Linked DNA regions of Muntiacus reevesi: region 2 is linked to region 1. Evidence: chromatin contacts called from public Hi-C data. All regions are on one chromosome and are shown on one strand. The core of a region is the stretch at or near the end of the contact, and the rest is flanking DNA. Distances in the headings are between cores, read along the strand shown.

Evidence for each region. Hi-C and Micro-C count contacts between places; a contact is called where the count stands out from the background.
Region 2: a contact with region 1 is called in a Hi-C map of muscle, with 6 times the contacts expected there. The contact joins the promoter of NMNAT2 here to the promoter of DHX9 in region 1. A contact is called at or near these places in 2 of 3 Hi-C or Micro-C datasets (blood and muscle).

What each region holds. Positions count from the first base shown.
Region 1 is chr5:109,216,324-109,221,644 of mMunRee1.1, reverse strand. It overlaps DHX9 (DExH-box helicase 9), which reads right to left and starts at 2,343. Exons shown (of 28, transcript XM_065936171.1): 1 at 2,204-2,343.
Region 2 is chr5:109,790,709-109,796,281 of mMunRee1.1, reverse strand. It overlaps NMNAT2 (nicotinamide nucleotide adenylyltransferase 2), which reads left to right and starts at 1,548. Exons shown (of 15, transcript XM_065936184.1): 1 at 1,548-1,923; 2 at 4,787-4,919. SMG7 (SMG7 nonsense mediated mRNA decay factor) reads right to left here and starts at 1,936. Exons shown (of 23, transcript XM_065936182.1): 1 at 1,759-1,936.

The DNA.
Region 1 (5,321 bases), core at 1,094-3,593:
TTGACCCAATGGACTGCAGCACACCAGGCAGACAGTCCTCCACTATCTCCTGGAATTTGCTCAAACTCAAATCCATTGAGTCGGTGATACCATCCAACCACCTCATCCTCTGCAGCCCCCTTCTCCTTTTGCCTTTAATCTTTTCCAGCATCCAGGTCTTTTCCAATGAGTCAGTTCTTAGCATCAGATGGCCAAAGTACTGGAGCTTCAACTTCAGCCCTTCCAATAAATATTCATACTTGATTTCCTTTAGGATGCAGTTTGATCTCCTTGCACTCCTAGGGACTCTCAAGAGTCTTCTCCAGCACCACAATCTGAAAGCATCAATTCCTTGGGGCTCTGACAGTAAAGAAGCTGCCTGTAATGCAGGAGACCAGGGTTTAAGCCCTGGGTGGGCAAGATTCCCTGAGGAAGGATATGGCAATCCTCTCTAGGGTTCTTGCCTGGAGAGTTCCATGGACAGAGGAGCCTGGTGGGCTACAGTCAACTGGGTCACAAAGAGTTGGACATGACTGACACACACTCACACACCACGAACACCCACACCCTTCTTTAGGATCCAACTCTCACGTCATCAATTGACCATTGGAAAAACCAAGCCTTGATGATGCGGACCTTTGTCTGCCAACTAAGTTAACCCTGGAGACACACTATTAACGAAAAGCTGTGGAAAACTAAGGATATCTATCTACAAATTCCAATCATGAATAATTAACTTAAGAAACAAGCCCTCAAGGTGAACAAGTAACATGAAATATGAAGGACTACACTATCAAATTCCTTCTTCCCTCGGCAGTCTCATCTAGCTCCATAATATTAAACACCAACTATATCCTAATGATAACCAAATATATACTACAACTTTACAGTCTTTTTAACCTCCAAAACCAAGTTCATCTAACAGACCCATTTGGATGCTACCTTGGCATACTCAGTCAAAACAAAACTTTAAATTTCTTCCCCAAATCTGTTCTTCCCCCCAAACCCAGTTTTCCCATCTCCCCAAATGGCACCACCATCCAACAAGTTACTCACGGTAACTAGGATCTACCCAGTCCCTGAAGATCCTCTAGAGCTATCCCCCGTTATGTGCCAGTCGGTATCCTTAAAGGAGTACCTGTGTGAACTATTTTACTTAACCTTAACACTGTGCAGAAAAGCATTATTATTATTCCCTTTTTACAGCTGAGTAAACTAAGTCAAGAATAACCTGCCCCAAGAGACAGAGCTCCTACCTGGGGGACCCAGAATTTCCAGCCAGGTAGTCCGGATCCACTGCTCATCTACTGCCCACTTCGGCCTCCAAGGCAGTTGTCCCATCTCCCTGCTACCACTCCGCACACCCGGAGTCCGGGAATGACGTCCTCAACGATTCCCACTTCCTGCACTCTAGCCACCCCCGAATCCTTGCTTCTCTTAAATTCTCACTACACTCCAGTCACATGGCCTTCTTTCAGTTTCCAACGCCTGCCCGTTAACACTACCTCCTTCGGCCTCTGCGGTCCTGCCCGCTCCTCCGTCGCTGACGCATCCTCCGCCCCGCGGCCGACAGTTCAAAGGTCTACCTCCTCCCGGACGCCTGCCCTCGCCACCCGATCTCAAGCGGCTCTCTCCCTTGACACTAATTCCTCGCGATCTCTTTACGGAAACCTGCAGACGCCGGTTTTCCGACTGCCTCCCCCCGCCCTCCTCCCGCCACAACCTCTGGAAAGGAAGGGCCGGGACTCTGCCTCACCCCTTTACTCTATCTACAGCGGCCGCAGGACAGTGCCCCCGAGACAACAGCCCGCTCTGTGCGGCTTCAACGACCGAAGGGCCCTAACGCGAGCGTGGCGCCTCGGCGGGCTCAACCCCACAGGACGACTCAACGCCCCCACCCACCCCCGCCTTTTCCTCTGCGGCGAGAGCCGCGCCGCCGCGCTAGGCCGAAGGAGGAAGTGCGGCCTAGCTGTTCCGCAGACCGGGCCGAGAACGGCTGCGAGAACAACTAGGGCAACAACGCGGCCCCCGCCCCCCGCGACCCCACCTGCAGCGCAAGCGCAGCGCGGCGGGCAGCGCGCAGCCCGCAATCCGGGAACCCGGCGGGGCGGCTCCCCACCCCCACCCCAACCCGCCACCGCCCGCGCAGGCGAACAAAGCCCGGCTGCAGAGCCGCGGGGCTCACGCCGGCCCAACGAGAACCACAAGGCCGTCTTCCCCTTACCCTCGTCCGCTTTCCTGGTGCCCGAGAGCACAGCCCTCTTAGGACCGTCCGTAGCACCGGCCTTTAGCGACGGAAACCGGGCGAGCGAACCGCAACTTGCAAGAAAGCGGCTGCGAAATGGCTGCGATCGCGGCGCCAGGGGGCGGGGCCAGCGCTCTGCGCCTGCGCAGAAAGCGAGCTGGGGGCGGGGGCGGCCCAGGGCGCCGCGAGGGAGGGGCGGGGCTGCGGGTACGTAGCGGCCGTTAGCTTCTGGTCGCCTGGGAGATGGGTCCGCCAATGGCGCCCGCAGTCCTAGCCTGGCTTCCTTCTGTAGCAGAGCCACCTCCTGTTTGATCGTTTGGGGGAACTTGGGGGGGCCGGTAGCATTTTAATGCATTAAAATGTCTTGCAGCTTTTGTCATAGGGACCTGTGGTAGGTGAGGTGCCCTTCCAAGACAGAACCGAAATGTTAGGTGGTAAGTTTATAGGGTTTTTGTTATAGTTCCTAAGTCGTGTCCGACTCTGCGATGCCTTGGACGGTAGCCCGCCAAGCTCCTCTGTCCATGGGATTTCCCAGGCCAGAATACTGGAGTGGGTTGCATTTCCTTCTCCCGACCCAGGGATGGAACCGGTGTCTCCTGCATTGCCAGGTGAGTTCTTTGCCTGGTGAGCTACCAGGGAAGACCTCAGAGGCTTGTTAGGATAGTTAAATGAGACTCCATGTGAAGTGGGCTTATTGTGTGTTTCTGACACACAATAGGTGTTCAACAGATACAGCTGTAGTGATTCAAATACTCTTAACAGGAATGTCTCCTGTATGTCAAATGACTCACGATTGGGGGAGGTGAAGAAACAAAGGAGAAAGGCCATTAATCTTGCAACTATCTCCTAGAAAGAGAAGCCTCAGACAGGGATGTGTTAATTTCTTCCTTCCTGCCATCTACAGCTGGACAGGGTTCTGAACAAAGACACTTTAACAGGCAGAGGGGCAGGATTCTCTGAGGCAGGCCATTATGTATGATTATAATAACGAAAGCAACTAAAAGCAAGTCAAATAGTTCCAAAGTGGAGTTCCAAACTGGTTTCTCCCTGCTACCACTGCGGTACGTATCACATACTCACTAAAATGAATAGATTAAAAACTGTAAGGTGGTTTTTGCTCAAATTGGATATCTTTTTGTCTTCAGTCTTTGGAATACTTTGTATTCTTAACTACTGTAGTAGTCACTTAAATTTTTGAACTCTAGTGCTTCCCATAGAGTCAGTAGTACAAAATATTTAAAGTTGGGATTGTTCCAGAGAATCCAGACTAATCAATTATCTGACCCCATCATTCCTACCATCCTTATTTTTCACCTCTTTGACTAAGTTTTTTCTTAACTCTTCTAGCTCACTGTGATTAACCGCTTTAAAACTGTATTTCTCCTATGATTAGAATAACACAGCATTTATTCAATCTTATGTTCCTCATGGGTTTGCTGTCTTCAACTAAAAACAAAACCATTCAGGAAAACACCTTAATGTTTTGTTTCTTTATCCCTTTCAGGGTGTAACCGAGCAACAGCCACGGGAGCTTCCTGGGACAGGCCTTCCCCCAAATCTTCCCCCAAAGCTCCTCTCTGAAGTACCTAGACAATACTGTTTGATGCACATTTCCTGAATTATTTTGCAGATGTAAAAAACCTCCCCTCTCCAGCAAATGGAAGATATTATGACCATGAGTCAGTTGGAGCCTAAGGACCAATTTTTTTTAACCCCTGTGACACCACCCTCACCGTCAGCCAATCAGGGAGTTGTGACAAGCTGATCGCAGACCACCCCCTCCCATCTGGTTTTTAAAAGTGCTTTGCGGAAACCCTTGGGGAGCTCAGGGCTTTTAAGGCATAAGCTTCCTGTCTCCTTGAATGGCTTGGCAATAAACCTTTCTCTGCTGCAAACAACAGTTTATTTGGCCTCACTGTCAGGCACACGAACTTGCATTACAAGGGTACTTAAACCAGCAGGGTTTGGTTTCGTTTTGTTTATTTTATGATAAGGGAAACCCAACTAGCATAAATGAATTACAGGTGTTTTCTTGTAGACAAAAAACACAGCATTTTTATTACCAATGTTTGGAACTCATAGCCTGGTAGATGGATTACATATATCTTTCATTATTTTCTCAGAGATTGTCTCCTGTTCTTTCAATTGAGAGTGGTTCCTGTCTTTTCATTTTACTTACATTTCTCTGTGTCTATAAATTTAGGTGAAACAGTTATCTTGTGGTCTTGAATAGGTGTTTGTATGTGGGAGTATCCGATATAGACTGTGTGCCCAGCGTCTTTGATGTGAGTGCTGGATTTGATGTGCCAGCAGCGATGTGTTTTCTCAGGGTGAGCCTGCCACCATCACCTTATCAGGGGGTCATGGCTGGTGCTGAAGTAGCTAGAGCCTGTGCAGGGTGTGAGGTGGGACTTTCGCTCTGCACAGTGGCTGTCACCACACTGTCAGTGGTCTGCTCCTGAGTTGCTCGAGCCAAAGCCCTGGGGGTTGGACTCAGTCTGGCTTTGTTCTCTTTAAGTGTTTATCTTTGAAGTTTTTTAATTGAAGTGAAGTGAAAGTCACTCAGTCGCATGCAACTCTTTGTGACCCCATGGACTATACAGTCCATGGAATTCTCTGGGCCAGAACACTGGAGTGGGTAGCCTTTCCCTTCTCCAGGGGATCTTCCCAACTCAGGGACTGAACCCAGGTCTCCTGCATTGGAGGCAGATTCTTTCTTTCTTTCTATCTCTCTATCTGTGGCTGATTCCCTGGAGCGCGGAAGCTGGCTGCATAACCCAGGGACTATAAGCCTCTTTCCTTCTTTCACTCTCTCATCATCGACTCCAGACCACCAGGTTCCTCCGGTCCATTAAAGGACCAGCACTTTACCACCTGAAACATCAGGGAAGCCAGCTCAGATGAGGGAGAGCAGCAAAGAAGCAACCACTAGGGCAGACCTCTCTCAACCCTGTCTGATGGCAGACCAATATCTGCACACTCCTCATTAATGGAATCTGGGTTTCCCCAGCTTCTTTATCTGTCCCAGTGGTCAGTCAAGGAGCCAAAGGGGCTTGTCTCTCCTGGGAGGACCCCAGGACTGGGAGGCCCAGTCTGT
Region 2 (5,573 bases), core at 299-2,798, 580 kb before region 1:
ATCACCAAAATGACTGATGAATCATGTGTATGAATGAGGAAATAAAGGAAGCTTTTCCTGATTCACCCCAACTGCTCCTGTAATCTGCCTTTGGACTCATACACTTGGTATCTTCTATGATCCTTACCATAGTTTACTTGCCTATTATATACTAACTTGCAAATTCCTTAAAACTAAGGACTGTCCTGACAGTTTCCATATCTCTCCTCTACAGCATCTATCATACACCTTCACTGTAGTTGTATTTATTAAGCTTATCTGATATGTTAAACAACAAAGGGATAATAAAAGAGAAAAAGCACCTTGAAATATCCCAATGATTCCACCTACCTACCACGCAGTCATTGGGCATACATGCTGTCAGTTAAACTCAGGCATTCCACCATACTTGAAAGATCTCATCCTTCTCTCCTCTACACACACTGCTTAATAAAACGATTACTACCTTCAAAAGTAGAATAGCTACCCTCATGTAGCACTTAACTATAAACCTTTCTTGCAGGGATCCACTCACACACCAATACTTTCACTTCACTAAATGGCTAAAATGACTTTTCTGCTCATTTCAGACTACTACCCCATCCAATTCCCTCCTCCACGAGGTATGAAACCACTTTTAAAATCATTTTACCATAAGCTTGCAATTCTTAGTTCTGCTACTAAAAGACAAAATGACCTGTTTCAGGGTTGTCCTTCCCCTTTTCTACGCAGTGGCAACTCCCCACTAAGTTCTAGGCTCTTAACAATCTTCTTTTCCTGTGCCATCAGGATCTTGACCCCCATTTATCTCTACCTTCAAGTTCTTATTCTGCTTCCATGGAACCTTCCAAGCTGCACAATAGCTGGTGCAATACGCTCTCGACACCATTTACTTGGTTCCAGTCTGCATCTTCCTTCTCCACTGTGTATTAATCTCCCCCTTAACCCTCCCCTGATAAACATCACACTCTCTCACTCTGCACCCATGCGTCACTCTACCTCGACATACAAGTTCTTTACACCACTCTTAATGTATCTACACGACTCTCCGAATGGTATCTTCCGACGGATCCTAACCCAGTTTCTTCTGGGGAATCCAACCCCGGCCGTACTACCTCTCTGTTTCCTCACTTCCTCATCCATTCCCTTCTTTATGCCCCCTACCCCCACCCCACCAACTAACTACAGATGACATTGTTTCTCAGTACTTCCAACCCCAGAACGATGAACAAACTCCAGTTTCCGGCGGCCTCCCCCTCCTTAGGCCTCCCTCCCCGGCCTCCCCACACACCCCAGGTGTGCAGACTTCCACCTGGCCTTTTCCCCAGGCATCGCTCAAGTCAATTCCACAACCACACCACGTCTCCCCGCCACCGGCATCAGACTGCTCCACACATCAGACTCCTCCACACCCACCTCCATTCGGGGTCGCCGCCGCCTCCCCGGGCGCCTCCCCGCCCCGACTCGCCAGCGAGCCCGCGACCCCGGGCGCGCGCACACACACACATTCTCACGCTTCCCTAACCTCCCTCCCCGCACCGAGACCAGCCAGCTCCGCGGGAACTCAGCCCGGCCCGCGGAGGGGGGTAGGCACCCAAGTGTGTGCCCGCTCCGCCCCCTCCCGCCGAGCCTCTCGCAGCCCCCGCCTCCCAGCCGGGAAAAGAGAGGACACAGCAACTCCCCCGCCGCCCCGGACGTACCACCTCTGTGTCTGTTGCTCCATGCCCCCAACCTTCGGCCCGCTCCCCCGCTCCGTACAGGGCCGGCCTCCACACTCACCGGAGATACTGCGCGCTCTGCAGGCTCATCCTCCGCCGCCGCGTCTTCCCGCGAAGCCTCTGCGCGTCTCTCAGGCTCCTCGGAGCGGCCCCGCGGCACCACGGGTGCTGGCGGCCGCCGCCATCTTCCTCTCCTCCGGCTCCTCCTCGCTCGGCGGGGGTGGGGGTGAGTGAGGCGAGGGGGGAGGGAGCGGGGAAAGCTGCTCTCGCTGCTGCTCCGGCCCTTGGGGCGCAGGGACACTCCGACCCGGGAAGGGGGGAGGGAAAGGGAGAAGGGATGGGGGCGGGGGAAAGAGGGACAGCAGAGGAAGGAAGTGCGGGGGGGGGTCTCTCGCGAGATTTCAGCGGCGCCGGTCCCTCCGGGTGATTTCCGCCTCTCTGTAGCGCTCCCTCTTGGGATCAGTTAGCCGTGCGGCGCTTGTGCGGCTGCTGAGTGGCCCACTGGAGGCGCTTGGTGGCTTCCGGCCAACCCACCTCTCTCCTCCCGCGCGAGGGGGCAACCCCAGCCTCACCGGGAACATCGAGCCCAAATCAATCGGGAGTTACACTCAAAGTCTTCCCCCGTCTTTCCACTCCGTCCGATTTCGCTCTTCCTTTTTTCCACTCCTCCACGCTTCCCGACCGGAAACGCCGCCTCTTCCTCTTACAGTTCCGGCCCCCCAGTCCCTCGTCTCTGGTCCACCCTCGCGCTCTAGAGTGACGCTAAGGACCCCCTCCTCTTTTCTGGGGCCCCTCCCTCTGCACGCAGGGACACTATTGTAGGGGTTAGGGTGGAGCCCAGGGATGGAGAGAAAAGAAACCAATCGGATTGGATAAGCAGCTGCCAAGGCAACTGGAAGCTGTAGCTGTATTGTCATAGTAACCAATGTGTGAGGCTGAATGACCCTCCCTTGGCTTAGTGGATTCCCCGAAAAGTGCCTAGGGTTTCCCCTCGGCTTCCCTTCCATCTTAAAGGCCTCCCCCAGGTTGGGAATCCGGATAGTTCTCCTGGGCAGTGAGGTTGATTTTCTCCTCCCTTTCCCTTTCCCGCAGCGATGGGGGAGACCCCGAGGCATTCACCGTGGGCTTTTCCACCCGCCTGCGGGCGGGAACCGCCTCCATAGTTTTCCTCTCCGTGACGGACGCGGGGAGGGCCGGGCCTATGAAGAAGATGCCGGGCCTGAAGGCTGGTGGGCGGCGGGCTGGAGCCGACTGGGCGAGGCGGCGGCGCTAGGCTGCGAGGCGGGCCAGGGGTTTCCCCATCACCGGGAGGGCTCTGGGAGGCGGGGTCCCGCCAGGACGGGGTCCCTGAGGGAGGAGAACGGCACACGACTGCCGAGATCCCTCTTCTGCCGACTGGGACATCCGACTTTCCCCAGCGGGTCGGCCCCTCACAGAAATCCCCCCAGACCCCACCCCACAATCGCACTCGGCGACGGAGCCTCCTCGGGAGTTCCCCGCGCGGCCTTCACGAGCCATCTCCTGCCACGAGGAGGTCGGAGTGGGGGTGGGAACTCATCTTGGAAGGCTGACAAGTGGTTTTTCCAGCGCTTAGGGCAGGGGACACGGTGCGAAGTTCAGGGCCGCCATCCCTCTGAGAGGCACCCCTCCCCCAGTGGGAGTCCCCGTTGCTTATCAAAAGCAGACGTCCCATTTCCTTGCTCCTCTTCAAATTTCCTTCTTCTCTCGTCTGTCTGCAGTGTTTTAGAACTCGTCACTATGTATCTTTTGGGTTGGAGAGGAACGCATTGGGTAAGATGGTGTCAATAAAACAGATACTTGGGCGAAGTTCCAATAAAAGGTTTCTAGGAAATGGATTTTAATTCTTAGACCCAATCTTTTTGAATGATTATTATGTTTATTTTATCTCAGGTTTGAGGCAAAAAAAAAAAAAAAAAGCACACTAACGAATGGGTTCTTCATAATATGAAGTGTGGTAAGTAGCTGGAGAAGTTGTCATCCTAGTGATTTGAAAGAATTATTTAGCATTTTACAAATTATATTTTCCATTGGTATTATGGAGCTCTCCCAAAGTAATTTAGGATGTGTAACGGATAAACCCCTCCAGGAATGCCGGCCTCATTTCATGGTTAAAATCAGAATTTTAAGGGGCTATTTTCTTTTGACTCGGTTGGGATACCTGATTCTTTAATGCTGGGTGAAGAGGCACTGTCAAAATCCGTTCGAGACCGCACCTCACCTATTAAAAGACTGGACCAATGTTTATGTGTAAGTTTGGAGGAAATGAAAGTGCAAGCTGCTTGAAATTAAGTCCCAAGGACAGATTATCATTAACAAAATAGAAACTGAACTATGCCCCCTTGCGCTGCAAGCGTCTACTGTGATGTGGTGTGACACGCGGTTTGATTGCAGCCTTACAATGCCCCCTATCGTCCCTCCTCCCACCGAGAGGCCGCCCACTCATGGGGAAGAGAGACACCTAGTGAAAGATTGTTCTCATCTCTGCTTTAGAATCCGACTTTTCTTCAACCTGCGAGCCCAAGGATGGAGGTTACTGCTACATAGTACCGAAAATGTGTCTCCTCGGTGGCTCAGCGGTAAAGAATCTGCCTGCCAGTGCAGGAGACATAAGAGACATGGCTTCGATCCCTTGGTCGGGAAGATCTCCTGGAGGAGGGAATAGCAACCCACTCTAGTATTCTTGCCTGGAGAATACTATGGACAGAGGAGCCTGGCGGTCTACAGTTCATAGGGTCACAGTCTGAAGCGACTGAGCACATAAGCACACAGTACCTAAAATACCATAGATTTCCTTTCTGAAATTTATTGGTTAGATTTTTTAAAAGATCTTAGTCAGAATAAAAATTTTATATTATGTAAAATAACCACCCCCTTAGTAATTACCATAATAACATCGTTTATGTCTATGTCTCCTGTGTCCAGTCAACAGTATATGGGCACATATCATAACACCTAACAAGCAATCTAGAAAAATATTAGGATCTTCTCGTTTTGAAAACTGGGATCGGAAAAATGAATCTTTTTGTTGTTTGTTTAATAAACATTACTGAGCATTTATTATATTTCAGACGCTGTCCAGGTTACTATGGATACCACTGTGGAAGAGACATGTTCCTTGTCTGGGAGGAGCCCACCTTTTGGTAGAGATACCAGAGAGTAGAGATGTGATTTGCATGCAATATTATGGGTGTGGCTGTTAAGGTAAGAAGAAAGTGCTTTAAGTGTGCTGATGAAGTTCAGACATATAAGCCATGTTTGTATTTTATAGCAGCTTTCCTAAGAATTTTTCAAGACTCTTCAGTAGCTTTAGTGTCTACAAACCAGATAGAATAGTAATATTTACATTTTACAGTTTATAGAACATTGATACCCATCTTGAAAGTAACTTTAAAGTCAGTGGGATTCAGAAAAATTATGATCCAAGTTTATATATTGCTTAATGTACATTTTCCAATTTCATTTCTTTCTACTGGCCCCCGTCAACAGGTTTGTAGAATACAACCATCTTCTTGCAATATTATTCACCTTGTTCCCCCTGCCGGAAAAGGTTACATCGAAACTAAAAGAAATTATAGAAGACAAGCTGTTTCATTTTGTTTCATCCTACCTGATCTTAAGTTTTTCACTTTATGCCTAAGTGATTTTATGGGGAAAAAAAAAAGTTAGCGAATCTGAGTGCATCCAAAGTCTGCCATCTCAGTCTCTGAACTTCAGTTTTTTCCTTGATTAAAGGAAACATTACCTATCACAGGCTTTCTGTGAACTTTAATGATAACTGTATGCATATATGGTGGCTCAGCTGGTAAAGAATCCACCTGTAATGTGAGAGACCTGGGTTCAATCTCTGGGTTGGGA